Linked DNA regions of Bos taurus: region 1 is linked to region 2. A link is a contact called in public Hi-C data. All regions are on one chromosome and are shown on one strand. Each heading gives the region's core, a stretch centred on a gene start, on an enhancer-like site or on the middle of the called end of the contact. The rest is flanking DNA. Distances are from core to core; before and after follow the strand shown. Region 1 overlaps LOC132342236 (keratin-associated protein 10-7). Region 2 holds the start of DEPTOR (DEP domain containing MTOR interacting protein).

The links. A called contact is a pair of places that touch in the nucleus more often than the background predicts.
Region 1: a Hi-C map of liver shows a contact between it and region 2, with 4 times the contacts expected there. The contact joins the enhancer-like site here to the promoter of DEPTOR in region 2. A contact is called at or near these places in 4 of 11 Hi-C or Micro-C datasets (8-cell embryo, liver, skin fibroblasts and 1 more).

The regions. Positions count from the first base shown.
Region 1 is chr14:81,466,964-81,471,713 of ARS-UCD2.0, forward strand. LOC132342236 (keratin-associated protein 10-7) reads left to right here. Exons shown (of 2, transcript XM_059874513.1): 1 at 1-3,178. Among named protein-coding and RNA genes, the nearest start is that of COL14A1, 28 kb to the right of the region's middle. Within about 2 kb of position 3,143, at least 26 of the 102 cell types and tissues checked have an H3K27ac peak or open chromatin away from gene starts, as enhancers often do. A contact at or near this core is called in liver, where this site is marked.
Region 2 is chr14:81,282,883-81,288,116 of ARS-UCD2.0, forward strand. It overlaps DEPTOR (DEP domain containing MTOR interacting protein), which reads left to right and starts at 3,955. Exons shown (of 9, transcript NM_001102312.1): 1 at 3,955-4,113. The coding sequence starts at 4,025.

The DNA of each region.
Region 1 (4,750 bases), core at 1,893-4,392, 180 kb after region 2:
CTTTTTCCCTCTGGCTCTACCAGGTAACCAAAGCTCTTAGGAGTCAGTGATAGATTAGAAAAACACTCCTCGACTCTCTTTCCATACGAAGGAAAAGAGGCTTGGTGAAGCCGTGATGGGGACATCACCAACCTGCTGATCAGAGACCAAGTCATGGGACCTCCCCGCAGTTCAGTGGGTGAGACTTCAGCTCCCAGTGCTCGGGCTGTGCGGGAACCACACGCATCCTTGGTCAGGGGGTTAAGATCCCACATGCCCCGTAGCCAGAAAAACAAAACATAAAACAGAAGCAATATTGTAACAAATTCAGTAAAAGACGTCAAAAATGGTCCACATCAAAACAAACAAAACACACACACACACAAAAGCCATTACGGTATCTGGACCAGTGCTCTTGTCTGCTCCTCCTTTCTCTTTAAGACAGTTCACCCCTTCTGGTTGAAGAGCCAAAACAAAACTCAAACAACCCAACAAAACAAAACACAATCTTTGAAACAATGCATTAAGTGGAATACTTATACTGGAAAAATACGGTTGAATACATGTGTGTAAAGACAGAAAAAAAAGTCTAAATTTTCTGTGAATGTAACAGTTCGGTTTGACCTGATTTATAGGAATTAAAAATGGTGTCATTTAGAGCTCCAGCCCTGTATGAAAAAAACATGACAGGAAGTTCAGTTCAGTTCAGTTGCTCAATCGTGTCCGACTCCTTGCGACCCCATGGACTGCAGCACGCCAGGCCTCCCTGTCCATCGCCAACTCCCGGAGTTCACCCAAACTCATGTCCATTGAGTCGGTGATGCCATCCAGCCATCTCATCCTCTGTCATCCCCTTCTCCTCCTGCTGCCAATCCCTCCCAGCATCAGGGTCTTTTCAAATGAGTCAGCTCTTCGCATCAGGTGGTCAAAATACTGCAGTTTCAACCTCAACATCAGTCCTTCCAATGAACACCCAGGACTGATCTCCTTTAGGATGGACTGGTTGGACCTCCTTGCAGTCCCAGGGACTCTCAAGAGTCTTCTCCAACACCACAGTCCAAAAGCATCAATTCTTCGGTGCTCAGCTTTCTTTAAAGTAACCCTAAAATCCAGACGCTTCTCCCACTCAGCCCATAGCTTGGGGTTGTCTTTGGGCTCACAGCTTTCCCAGTGAGTCAGACTATACTGAATACTTGGAGCTGCCTGACATTTTGCTGTTTATTTAAGGACAAGACTGAGCCAAGAGTCAGTTCATTTAAAACATGTGAAAATAGGCAAGTAATTTGTCTCACCTACTAAAAAGGTCAGACACATTGAAAAGATTAACAGGTCTCGGCCTCCTGCTGAATCCAGCCCTGCGAACTGGGTGGAGAGCTGTAAAGAGAGCAAAGGGCGGCTCTGGGGGCTGGCGGAATTCAGTTGGGTGTGGGTTCTGTGTGTGAGAGAAGATGAACCAAGGTCTCTTTGCAAAGAGAAGCCCCGTCACAGAAGTCTGCAGAGCCCTGGTCCAGAGAGTTCTGTTGCGGCTGTTGAAGAAACGCTCACCTCGAGTGTCTGACCGACAGGTGGGCGATGGAGCAGTGTGGAGAGGCGCTGCCCGCTGGGGCGGGTGGTGGGGCTCCGCTGGCAGAGAGGGCACGCGCCCCGAAGGCTCCGCTCACCTTGCGGGCTGTTTCAGAGCAACGCGCAGCGAAGTGGTGGCCGAGCCAGTGTTCTCGCCTGGAGAGTCCATGGACGGAGGGGCGCAGTGGGCTACAGTCCAAGGGGTCACAGGGTCAGACGCGATTGAGTGACTGAACAACAACAAAATCACTGCCTAACAAAACAAAACAAAACAAAACAGAACGAAACACCTCTGTGGGCCCATGCTCGCCTCAACCCCGCACGTTAATAATCCACACCTCCGTGTCTTCTGAAGAAGCTCACAGATTTGCCACTGGATGGTCTTTCTGTGGACCATTTTAAGTCTTGATTGAATTTGGTACAATATTGCTTCTCTTTTGGTTTTTTGGCTGGGAGGCATGTAGGGTTTTAACTTCCCCACCAGGGCCCAAACCCACAGACCAGGAATCAAACCACAGACCAGGATCAGGCCCATAGACCAGGACCAGACCCACAGATCAGGATCAAACCACAGACCGGGGACCAGACCCACAGACCAGGATCAGACCCACAGCTGCTGCACTGGAATCGAAGCCTTAACCACTGCACCGCTGGGGAGTCCCACAGTGTTCGTACCAGTACGAACACTGGTCGCTTCAGCCTTGCTCATAGGGACAGTCTTGCTCCAAGGATTTACCCTAGAACATGATGATAATTCTTTCTGGAGACAAGGATAGAATGCATTGTATTAATTGTATCCAGGTGTGGCTTTTACTAAGTTAGTGTGTAGACTCTACACCAGGAAACAAAATTGTGTACTGATCAGTCCTATCTGGGTATGGAAATGTGTTATTTCTTGAGTTATTTAAGAAAGCCATTAAACCAATAAAAATATGTAACGTTTATCATCCTTCTATATACTATATACTTTGCATGGAATATCTCATCATCTCACTTAATGCTTGCATTGATAGGTATTGCTGTTAATTTCACTTTACGGGTCAGAATGCTTCTGAGGGCAGAGAGGTTGTGCAACTTCCCAAAGTCACACAGTAAGGGGCAGAAATGGGATTTGAACCTGGGGGTGTGGCCAAGTAACAATCCATAAATCTAACTCCTTGCGAAACAGTCACGCTCTTGTCCATCCACGGTGCACCACCTATTTTGAGTTCCGGCCCCGGCCAGTGGAGGGAGACGCGGCGGAGCCTTAGGCTTCCAGCCATGTCTACTTCCGCGGCCTGGCAGAAGAGATTTTCACGACGGGTGTTCCTTGCAGCCCCTTGAACCCTACTTCTTCTTCTTTTTTAAATATTAAGTAATTTGTTTTGGCTGTGTCGGGTCTTAGTTGCGGCGCGTGGGCTCAGCTGCGTGTGGGATCGAGCCTGCGCCCCCTGCGTTGGATCACCAGGCAAGCCCGCTTCGCTCTTCTTGGGGCATTGTTAGCTCTGTTGAAGCTCCTCAGAGCACTGGTGACTGTCTTGGAGTAAGGACCTAACTGCGTGCTTCCTGCCAACTGGAGCAAGTACGAGCCGTCCCGGTTACACGAGGCCGGGTAGATGGAAGTTCCGTCAGCAGGAAGGCCTCTGCGTCATCCTCGGTGAGTGAGTGAGGACCGGATGGCTGTTCCGGGGCTGCAGCTTCCAACGCTGCGGAGGCAGACGGCTTCCTTTTGCCCTCCCAGGTAGCATGCCAGACACAGCGGGCGTCCCCTTGAAGAGAGAGCATGTTTTGGGGCACAGGAGCTTGGGGAAATGTTTGAGGTGCACCTGCTGGGGATTAACAAAGAGAGATCTTTTAAATTCAGTGCCAGTCAAGCTGTTTTCTGCCCAGGGACCTGGTTTCAGGTCCCTAGAGAAGTAAGGACGTGAAGGGGTTACTCGTGAATCAAACAGCAAAGCAGAGCTGGGCAGCCTAGGAGAGGGAGGGGGCAAAGCTGTGCAGCTTGTGCTGTCATAGAGGACTGTGGCCCAGGTGGGGGGGCGTTTCAGTATCTTCCCCTTTAACAGGCTGTGGCTGTTGGAGTCGTGACCTGCCTTGTCCCGGCCTGGTGCGGCCCGAGCCCCTCCCTGACTGGCTCTGTCAGGCCCACCCGCAGCTCCCCCCAAGCCCTCGGCCTGCCCAGAGCCTGCGGGCTCCGCCCTGGGCAGCCTCGTCCTTTGCAGAGGGCCTGGGCAAGGCTGCAGGTTCTCCTCTCTGATGCCCTCCATGGTCTCCTGGAGCTGCAGGGACTCCTGGGCCCTTGGAGGGAGAGCTGCCTGGAGGATTGTGAAGTCCCGGCCTCCCCCTCTGCTAACCGCCTGGACCACAGGTCACCAGCAGTGGGTGTCACTGCCCATAGTCTGGACTGAGAAGGGGGGAGAAGTCTCTCTTCCTGCTGGCTTTCTGCTCCAGGCTTAGCCTTTCTCCCAGAGAGGGGAGATCAGGACACTCTGAGCCCTGCGTTCTCTACCTTCCTTGTCTGACATCCATGATCTAAGCGACTCACGAATATCCCCTCTGGATTTTAGTTGCCTCATTTGGCCCATTCTCACTTTCTTCTTCCCACAGTCCCATCAGTTAGAAGAGTTAAGCTTTTCTTTTGGTTGCACTTTGTGGGCCTGAAAGACCTTAGTTCCCTGACCAGGGATCGAACTGATCGGAAGTGCAGAGTCGTAACCACTGGACTGCCAGGGGAGTCCCGAGGTGTGTTCTCTCATTTCCTTGAAGCATGGACCCTCGAAGCGAGAGGTCTTGTGTCCCAGCCGTTGTGGGCAGAAAGGGTGGCTTCCACAGAAAGAACCTGTGAATCAGCCCCCCAGGCTTAACCTTCCTGTAGTTAAGAAAGAATTCCACAGTTAACAGCTAGGGCAAACTCTCATTCTCTCTCCCCATAAAGCCTGATTTTATTGTCTTTCTAAAGAGGGCAAATACACTCTATCTATCGCCCTGAGGCGATGGCTCCTCCTCAGAGGTGAGAGATGCCATAAAACATGACTCAAGGGCGAGATGCGCCTGCTAACATTTGCAAACCATTCCCTGCAGACCCCCTCTGTGCTGAAGATCAGCAGGTACTTCAGCTGGGAGCATATTTCTGCTCCGAGAGTTGGTTCACATTTTACTCAGAAGAAACTGCTCCTCTTCAGTACCAGGAGTCCCTAATCCAGGTCCACGTGAATGCAGGGCTTACCCA
Region 2 (5,234 bases), core at 2,705-5,204:
TCCCTTGAATCTAGTTGTCACTTCCAGTGTGTAATCCTGAGGGATTTGATTAGGTCAGTGGTCTGGTGTCCTTTAGTGTAGTTTCAAAGGAAAACCACGCGGTGGCAGCATATCCCAAGGTTGAGTCTTTCTGACACAAGGTCAAGAACTCGGGGATGAGCTGGGCTGAGACAGGAGGACCTCAAATTTATTGGTAATGTTTTATTTCTATCAGTAGAAAAAAGTGGCAAAAATATTGAAACTAGTGTGAATGATGAACACATCAAAATTTATTTTTCTTCTATTTTTACATTTAATTTTTAAAAACAAGTTCCCTTCTTTAAAGGATCAACAGAAAGATCTGGACAGGATATTGTTAAGCCATCAATCTACTTCCATTCCCAGAAAGAGAATAAAAATTGTGGCAGCTGGAGGCTCTAGACTTGTATTAATGGTTAATAGTAATGTACATCTTCGTATACCATGAGAATGTGTAGACAGAAACAACAAGCCACCTGGGGGAGTGCAGGAACATGGCACCAAGAAGGTGGGATTTCAGTTCATCTTTAAGATCAAGAGGCAATAATACAGTTGTATACGAAGAGGCAATAGCAGTAATGGTGTGTGTGTATGTGTGTGTGTGTGTGTGTGTGTTAGTCGCTCCATCCTGTCCGACTCTTTTGCAACCCCATGGACTGTAGCCTGCCAGGCTCCTCTGTCCTTGGAATTCTCCAGGCAAGAATACTGGGGTGGGTTGCCATTTCCTTCTCCAAACAGTAATGGTAGCTAACATGTTATTAAGTTTATAGTCGACAGTATTTTTTCACAGACTTTATTCATCTTCTCACACTGCTGTTCACCCCTTTTCCAGAACTATTCAAAGCATGGTGTGCCAGCTGATAACCCTTACCTATATGGAGAGACACTGAGACTCACAGATATTGAGAGAAATCGTTTAGAAATGTTTATAGCAATTTGACAGTTTTCTGTCCATTCACCAAACAGTAAAAAATTGGGGCTTCTGCTTTGTATGTTTTTAAAAATTCATTTTTATTGTCTTTTGCCAAAGTGCCAGTCTTCAATGGATTAAAAACACACACACTCATATGCCCGTGCAAGCACACATCTGATCCAAATCTACCAAAAGCCTGAGGAGCACTGGTCCCAGAGCTTGGAAACAGCAAGAAGGCATGGTGCAAGTGAATAGGGAGAGGAGGAGGAAAAGGTTCAGGTTTAACAGATTCTGCCTGTGACAGGTGGGCTCATTCCATTTTATTTCACCCTTCCAGCAATCCCGTGGGATCGGTGGTATTATCCTGGTTTTGCAAAGGAAGACAAATTTTAGAAAAGATAATGAACAGGAATCAAACCACGATCTGCTGGAATCTTCGGTCCTTCGGAGGTCAGGGGTGGATCGCGGTGTCCGCGCCCTCTTCTCATTCAGGGCACCAGCACGTCACATGCTGTTCCGGGCCAGTCGTGCCCTGAACACAGGTCCTTTGGTGAGCTAACTAACCTTCCTCTTAGGAGAAAGGGTCTGTTTTCTAGCCAAGGGGAACATGGTGTGTTTCCTACATGAAAAGAAAGATGAAAACAATAATAGCCCACTGGCATCCTGTTCACATCTACACACACAAACACACACAGAACCTTCTCCTCGAGCATGAACAGCAGATTCCACACTGCCTCTCACTGGAGGAGTGGTATCAGCTATACTACTGACTCGATCCCCGCCCCCTTATGTTAAGGTGTTTTTTAAATAGTTTTTTTAATCATAAACTTTTATGATAAAGTTTTTATCATGAAGTTTTAATCACAAACTATTAAACAGGAAAATATTTTACATAATTTTTTTTCATTTTCACTTTTGAGATGAAGAAAGCTGTCTGAATTCAAATGAAAGCATGACTAGATTTAAAGGGAGAAAAGCCAGAAGACAATCATAATAGTGATATGATTTACAATATGTAGTTAGAGCTTTTGGATAAAACAAAATATTGTTTGAACAATGAATAATTAGGAATAGGTAAATATTTTTTTTCATTTTACACTTTCAAAAAGCTTAAAACTATTAATCAAAGAGATTTAGTGGGACCTGTTCTGCCTTTCTCTTTTCTTCATATTGAAGACCTATTAATAATCAAATATTAATTAGAAATAACTTGAGAAAAATGGATTTGTCTGGAAACAAAAACACAATGGAAAGTATCTGGCAAGAATTTCTTCACCTTTTTCTCCTTCTTTATCTTCTCTTTCATATTAAAAGCAATAATGAGGGCCTTCCTTGGTGGTCCAGTGGCTAAGAATCCACCTGCCAATGCAGGAGACACAGCTTTGATCTCTGCTCCGAAGATTCCCCATGCTGCAGAGCAACTAAGCCTGTGCTGAAGCCCGCGGGCCCTAAAGCGCGGGCCCCACAGTAAGAGAAGCCACCGCAAAGGGAAGCCCAGGCCCTGCAATAGAGTAGTCCCCACTGGCCTCAACTAGAGAAAAGCCCAAGCAGCAAGGAAGATCCAGCTCACCCAAATATAAGGAATAAATAAAAGTATTTCAAAAAACAATGATGTTAAAGAGAACAGCTATTGAACACATGGCATATACCTGGAAACTTTACATAATGTTGTTTCACTTAAGTCACACAACATCCCTATAAAGTAGGAATTACTCCTGCTTTATTGATGGAAAATGGAGTCTTGGAGAAGTTAAGTAACTAGCACAAGGTTGCAAAGTTAGTAAATGACAGGATCAAGATAGAAACTGCATGTTTGAAGGTGAAATCCATGCAAGCTCTTGATATTCTTTGTAGCAATTTTAGAACAAAAACAGGAGCAAAAGCAAGCTGTTGATCTAATTAACCCTGGGCACCATGCTTATGTTAAATGATCCTCATAGTTTTTGGACAATGAGGCTCAAGTTGCCTCATCTCTCTGGGCCTGTTTCCTGAGTAAAAAGAGGGCAATACTCATTTTACCATTTGTTGCGATTAAAAGAAGTAACGACTATCGGAAGCGTCTTTAATGCAGCAGATGTCAACAACGTGGTAGCCACAATTATTTTTATTTTGTAAAGGAAGAAACTGGGAATTAAGCACATTTAGTTAGGAAATTATAGGTATGCCACTGGATCTCAAGTCCATCTGATTCCAACCCAGCATTCTTCATTGATGACCCCATGGTGCTGGAGAAGACTCTTGAGAGTCCCTTGGACTGCAAGGAGAGCCAACCAGTCAATCCTAAAGCAAATCAGTCCTGAATATTCATTGGAAGGACTGATGCTGAAGCTGAAACTCCAATTGTTTGGCCAGCTGATGCGAAGAACTGACTCACTGGAAAAGACCCTGATGCTGGAGACTGAAGGCAGGAGAAGGGGGCGACAGAGGATGAGATGGTTGGATGGCATCACCGACTCGATGGACATGAGTTTGAGTAAACTCTGGGAGTTGGTGATGGACAGGGAGGCCTGGAGTGCTGCGGTCAATGGGGCCGCGAAGAGTCGGACACGCCTGAGCGACTGAACAGCAACAGCAAAGGTAGGTAAACTGTCTTTGGTGAGAAGGTTGGGCGAGAAGCTTGGTTAATCTCTTGAAACCCTGCAATGACGTGTATGTACATCCTTCCCAGTTCACTGCTTAGGGAAATGATTATTTCTACCCAGGCAGTCGGGGACGTGGACGATATAATAAAAATGCCTGCACCCGTGTGTAGTAGCCTCCCCGCCCGTGCCCAGGACCTCGCAGACCAGCTGTGCGCGTCAAGGAGAGGCCTCCGGGCCGGACCTGCAGCCTCAGCAGGCGCTCAGAACCGCCCCGCCCCGCCCCGTGTTGATGTTTCCCTCTTGGCCCCGCCCCCGGCCACGCGGGGCTCGGCCACGCCCCCATGTGGGCGGGCTCTCTGGGCACCGCCCACCGCCTCCCCGCGGTAGCCAATGGCGTGTGAGCTCCGCACCGCCCCCAGCAAAGATGGCGGGGGCGGTGTCAGTGCGGGCAGGCTGGGGCTCCGAGCCGAGCCCACAGCGGACCACGGAGACTGAAGGCGCGGCGAGGGCCATGGAGGGGGTTGGCGGCGGCGACGGCGGGGCGCGGCAGCGCGAGCTCGAGCGCATGGCGGAGGTCCTGGTCACCGGCGAGCAGCTGCGGTGAGGCGGGGGGCCGTGCCGCGGCTCGTGGGGCGCCGCCAGCCCGCGCGCCCGCGGCTCCATTGGCCCCGGCTTCGCTGCGGCCGTGCGGGCGCGGGCTCGCGGGGCTGGGGCAATGGGCGCGCGGGGGCTCCGGGATCTTGCCAGCCGGGGCGAGGGGCGCGTGGGCAGCCCGCAGCGCCTCACCGCAGCCCTGTTCTTGCAGCCCTGCGCCGCTGAGACGCCCAGGGGTCTCGGACGCGCGGGGCAGCGAGGAGTTCGGGCGGCGAGAGCGGTGGGTGCGGGGGGCTCGGGCAGTGGGCGCGCGGGGCGACGGGAGCGGGGACCGCGGGCAATAAGCGCGCGGGGGCTTCCGCCTACGGGTCTTGCCAGCCGGGCCCCCGGGCCGGAGCGAGGGGCGCGTGGGCAGCCCGCAGCCGATCTCACCGCAGCCCGGTTCCTGCAGCCCTCCGCCTCTCGGACGCGCCGGGAGCGCGCGGGGCGGCGGGGGGCTCGGGCGGCGGGAGCCGGAGCGGCGGCAGGCTCGGGCGGTGGGCGCGCGCGCCCCTTCCCGGGCGCTGGGGTCTTGCCGGCCCGGGCGCGAGGGGCGCGTGGCAGCCCGCAGCCGGCCCCCCCGGGGCCGCGCTCCTCCGGGTGGAAGCCGCCAGCCCGCGACGCCGTCACTTAAGGTGCACGTTTCGCGTCGCTGCCCTGAGCCCCAGTGTCATCATCCGTGAAGCGGAGCTGACCTCGGCGCCCCCCGAAAGGTCCTTATGGGGCCAAACCGAAGGCTGCAAACCCCGCGCCTGTGCCGGCGTCCGCACGCGCGCGTGGGTCAGCGCCCGGGTCCGCAAGGGCCGTGGAGGCTCGGGTCCCGCCCGGTCCCCGCGCATGCCTCGGGCGGAGCGCACCGGCCCGGGCGGCGGCGCCCCGACTGCGTCCCCGCGCCCGGCGCAGGCGGGGCCCGGGGCTCAGACCCCATCACTCCCATCCCATCGCGGTCCTTGGATTCGTCTCTGAGGGTTGTACTGACGGTCTGACCGGTTCCGCAGCTGCTGGGCTTGTGGTCATAGATCGGTTTGCCAGGAAAAACAGAACTCCTTGGCTTCAGCGTCAGAGCCACTTGCATGGGCCGCTAGTCC